Regions from separate parts of the Capsicum annuum genome. Here region 1 is linked to region 2. The links are chromatin contacts, called in public Hi-C maps. All regions are on one chromosome and are shown on one strand. Each heading gives the region's core, a stretch centred on a gene start, on an enhancer-like site or on the middle of the called end of the contact. The rest is flanking DNA. Distances are from core to core; before and after follow the strand shown. Region 1 holds the start of LOC107843044. Region 2 has its middle 8.9 kb from the start of LOC107842216.

Region 1 (2,700 bases), core at 192-2,691, 70 kb after region 2:
TATACGCAGATGTTACCACTACCTTGGAAGTAGATAGGTTGTTTACGTTAGACCCTTGGCTCAAGGTAAAACAGTTCAAAGCAGCAACAACCACAACATACCCAGTGTATTCCCACAAAGTGGGGTTGGGAAGGGTAAAGTGTACGCAGTCTATACCACTACCTTACACGAAGTAGAGAAGTTTCTGATGGGCTATAACCACAAAAAACATAAATATAAACAACAAAATGAGATAACACACCGCTAGATCATAAAAGAAATAAGACACCGACAGAGTAATACTATAAACTATCTATTCGAGATCACACACATCCTTGGAACACTACGAACAAGAAACTACAGGCACAGATACAAACAAAAAACTCCTCCTTATTATTACGGACGCACTCCTTCCCACTAACACTCTACCCTAATTTCCGTCCTCCAAAGGTCAAAAAATGTTTCAAGGACAATATAATATGTTAGAAATTTTACCTTTGGAAGCACAAGAATCACATTTTCCTGAAGGAACTTTATTAGTTCTCCTCTTCTTCAAACAAACATAAAATCTCTTCCCATTCCAACTCTTCCTCTTCTCCAACCTAAACAATTCCTTTTCACCACCCTTTACATTTCCACATTTTCCATTCCCTTTGGTCTTTCTAGAACCTTCCACATTTTTCTTCCTCAAATTCTTAAACCCCATTTCAGAACCAGAAGCACTTGAAAACCTAAAAACTGAACCATCAGATAACCCCTCACTCTTTTCTTGAATGCTACAGCCAAGATTACATACAAAGCTTGAATCTTCATGCTGAAGGTAAGTCCTAAACCCTTCTGAGTCACTGATTTTACCAAAATTACTAGTAAAGCTTGAATCTTTATGCTGAAAGGGAGTGATAAACCCTTCATGGTCAAAGGGTTTATCATAATTACTGGTAAAGCTTGAATCTTTATTCTGAAAACAAGTGATTAAACCTTTTGGGTCATTGGGTTTTTGACAGTTACTGGCAAAGATTGAATCTTTATGCTGAAAGGGAGTGGTAAACACTTCTGGGTCATTGGGTTTTTCACAATTACTAGTAAAGCTTGAATCTTTATGGTGAAATGGAGTGGTAAACACTTCTGGGTCATTGAGTTTATCACATTTACTATCACTTTCAGTGAAACCAGAAATGGGTTGAGTGGCATTTTGATTAAAGATTTTGTTGGCTAAAAAGCCAGATCCTGCTGCTGCAGCAGCAGCAACTAAAGCAGGCCACATTGGGTGTTCTTTTTCTTTTTCAAGATTTTGAACAAAACAAGAGACTAGAGAGATCACATTAAAGAAGTGCAACTAGTACTAGTTTGAGTAGTTGGAGTTCATAAGGAAGTGAAAGTGACAAGCTTTGAATTTTGTCAGTGCGGCATGTGGAGTTGGGAGAGTTTTCTGCTGAGTACTAATCCCTCGTTTCACCGTTTCACCGTCAATTGTTGGAGCAATTTTAGTATTTTAAAATAAGTGAATGTTTCATAATTTAAGGTAAATATTAAAAAAAGAAAATTCTAAACCTATCATGTCATGTGTATTTGTCTTTTAAAGAGGATAAAAATAAATAAAATAAGATAAATTTATGTCTTTATTTTTTTTAATAAATGTGTCAAAATTCAACAATTAACTTATCGTAGAACGGAGGGAATATGTGTTAATACGTGGCTTGTCATCTCAGTTTGCTCACGTGCTTCCCGCTCTTTCATAAGTTTTTCAATTTTGTGGTTAGTTCTTGGTCGTTTTAATAGGGCCTATATATGAAGATTTTGGGTTTGGGCCAATCTATCAGTAAGTGTAGGAAGGATGCCTATTTGGATAGATGGTTAGTGCAGTAGGAGCGATGATGTACGTTTTGAAGGCTTAGGCTTTTTGGTGTTTTTTATTGTACTAGTAGTTGTGTTATTGTATTTGTCTATTATTTTTGAATTACTGCACTATTTTGTAAGATTGTTCATGGGTCGATTTAATTCAATTATTGGTCAAAATCATAATTAAATCAAATTAGTTGATTTTTAAATTTCTAAAACTAAATCAAACCAAACAAAAGAAATAAGTGTCAGTTTGATTTTTGTCGGTTTAGTTCGATTAGGTTTGATTTTTTCGATTTATAACTTTAACTAGTGATAAAATTTGAGATTTAAAAAAAATAAATTCATCCGACATATGAGATGTCAATCGAGTGTTGTGCTTAAACCTTGAAACAAAGGTGTCAAACGAATGTTATACTTAGGCAAATCCACGAACAATACCCTATGAACGCTTCTAAAAAATATATTCAGAAACTACATATAACAAAATGATAAAAGTGAACACATAAATTCTTGCTTAACAAGGACCAAAAAGAAAGTTCAAAACTAGTGATTGTTTATAGTCTAATGAAATTCGGCCGTAAATTCCAATATATATTTTCACAATCAATATCATTTTTTATTCAAAATGCGAAAATCATTTAGAATCACATAAGGTACTGTCAACTGGATGAAGACATATAACTAAAAGTGTTACCATTAAACTTAAATCATGATTAAAATATAAAATGTACCAAATATTTATATTATATATATATATATATATATATAAAGATTATCGGTTCGGTTCGGTTAATTTGTCGATTATTTTAGAGTAAAACCAAATCAAACCAAGCTAGTATTGATATGAGACAAGACAAGGAAGGCACGAAATACACACCA
Region 2 (2,700 bases), core at 102-2,601:
ATTCAAGATCAAAACTAACAAAATTAAAATTCTGATTTCGTCTCTGGTCCTGAAGCGAGGTCGTCGGTGAGTAAGTGTTCATGTGAAGGTCGTTTATTTCTTAGGCATCATTTTGTGGACCAAATTGTTAAGGCATTTGGCTGGATGGAATTGTATATATTTGATTAATATAATTAAGAGCAGTCCTTTTCCTAGAATTATCAAATTCATTATACTTATTTATTTCTTGGTATTATTAAAATAAAAAAATAAATTTCCTTGAAAATAGTGGACAAAGATGAACTAGTAATAAAGATTGAGGTCCATGTACATTATTGCAGAAAGTTCCATGCCCGTCAATGATCTACTTTGACCTATTTAAATCTAATTCAATTTTTCTTTTTTCTTTTTTCTTTTTTTTTTTTCTATTTTTTTCTTTTTTTGAGGTTTAGAAATGAGTACATTGGAGTACAAAATAAGGACAAATTTAGTGTACAGGTGATAAGTTTATTTGAATTTAATAAATTTGGCTTAAATCATGTATGGTTGATCCAAATGGATAATATTGCACAATGTTAAAAGAGTATTTTTAGCTAGTTTAGTCGGCCAATTGATATCAAAGTCAATAATTCGATTAGACAAATATATATATGACATTGGCTGAGTGGTGGTGAGGAGTTCGACCTACTATATTTGAGCGTTTCAAGTCGGCTTACTATCTTTATTCATAGCTTGGAGAAACATACACATAGAGAGAAGCATATGACTTTGATAGCAAATATAAATACTTGCACGATGTGGATATCTCAGATAATTAATCTGAGCGTGGGATTGTTCGATTAAATTCTTTCCAATATCTCCATGGTGTGAGATATTGAAAGTAAATCGTACATGCTTGACATAAAACTGATAATATCATAGCATATTAGAAGTATTTTTGGCTCTCTATCTCCCTATCCAAGATAAAGTTGCTGCCATCTAAACAAGAGGTCACTGGTTCAAGCCGTGAAAACAGAAATGCAAGGTGAGGCTGTAAAGGGTAGACCCTTGTGGTCAGGCCCTTCTCCTGTCGTTGCGCATAGTGGGAGCTTGGGTGCACCGGACTTACCTTTTCTTTTATCTCTCAATCTAAGATAAGGTATATGTATAAACTATCTTTCCGAGCTTCCACTTGTTGATTTCGCCAGATATGTTGTTGTTATATTAGAATTATTCTTAGGTTATTTTAGCTTAATATTAAAGACTAATTTTTGATAATTCTCCACTTTATTAATTTTTTAAATTTTCTTAGATTTCTATGTGCTGTGCCATATATCTGCTAGACTGGCATGCTCATATTAATGCTTAATTAAGTCTATTGATGAGAAACAGCTAATACCCTCTGTATTAATGGTCCAATTCTTCATCTCTACAATTACATGCTGTCAGGTTTCTCTGTCTGATTTAGACACTATCCTTAAATTCAACTATATCCACTTATATATATATATAGATATAGATATAGATAGATAGATAGATAGATACAATTTATATATATATATGTATATTAAAAATTTGAAGGTCCTTAAAAAAGTGATTTGAATTTTTTGCCATTTATTAAATATCTTCGTTTTAGACAAAATCGTCTTTTCACTATTTTTTTAATATTTAAAAATTAAAAATTAATTAAATATTTATAATAAAACTTTTCCTTATTTGAATTATGTAACTAAAATATAGGAAATAAAAGTCAATTAACTTTTTACCTCAAATAAATCATTTAAAAAAAAAATAATGAATTGATAATATACATTATCATATGTTTTTTGGGGGGAAGTGTTCATATTCAATTAAATTTTTAACCTTAAGTAAATCTTTAAAAAATTCGTAGTACATTTTTCTCATACATTCTTTTAGATTTTGGATAAAGTTTTATTTACAATTAATTTTGTCGGTGACTTCTTTAATCTATAATTTTTTAATTTAGGTAAGAAATCATAATATTTAACATAACTTTACCTTATATAAAACAAATTTTATAATTCTATATAAATAATATTTAGACCAAAATTTACAAAAAACATGCATACGCTCAACTTCTACTTTTCCCTCTTACTTTGGTATTGATAATAAATTCTCTCCTATAATTTCTCTTGTTTCTCTTTCAGTTGAAAATTTTCGATCAAAAAATTGAAAGAAATAAGCATGTTGTCGTCGAATGAAGTGGTAAAAAAAAATCAAAGGTTTATTTTTCATTTTCTTTCTTTTTTTAATTTAAGTGTCTTAATTTTGACTATGTTGTTTGACGATATTTTGAAATATTATTCATTATGTTATCATAAAGTGTTGAATCCTAATATCCATAACTTTTATTTGAATCATTAGTATTATAGTTGAATCTTTTTTTTTTTTTGGGTTTCCTAAGGTATCCCCACAACCGGCAACCGTGAGACTAATCATCCGTTCCTACTGTCAGCGCACTAAGCGGTAGGGAACTGGCCACAGAGTCTTTTCCATTCACCAGAGGTGGGGATCGAACCCCCAACCTCTTGCTTAAGGGGTGAACCACCACACCAACCCTTGTGGTTATAGTTGAATCTTTAATTAAACTTATTATTACTTGATTTTGAAATATTACGTTATCATAAAGTGTTGAATCTTAATATCCATAACTTTTATTTGAATGATAAGTATATCAACTTTTTCATTCACATAGATAAAAGTTGTTGTGTGCCACATACA

Evidence for each region. Hi-C and Micro-C count contacts between places; a contact is called where the count stands out from the background.
Region 1: a contact with region 2 is called in a Hi-C map of leaf, with 2.4 times the contacts expected there. The contact joins the promoter of LOC107843044 here to the enhancer-like site in region 2. A contact is called at or near these places in 2 of 5 Hi-C or Micro-C datasets (bud and leaf).

The regions. Positions count from the first base shown.
Region 1 is chr9:10,251,250-10,253,949 of UCD10Xv1.1, forward strand. LOC107843044 reads right to left here and starts at 1,442. Exons shown (of 4, transcript XM_016687179.2): 1 at 475-1,442. The coding sequence starts at 1,243.
Region 2 is chr9:10,181,535-10,184,234 of UCD10Xv1.1, forward strand. No RefSeq gene overlaps it. Among protein-coding and RNA genes, the nearest start is that of LOC107842216, 8.9 kb to the left of the region's middle. Within about 2 kb of position 1,352, at least 4 of the 5 cell types and tissues checked have an H3K27ac peak or open chromatin away from gene starts, as enhancers often do. A contact at or near this core is called in leaf, where this site is marked.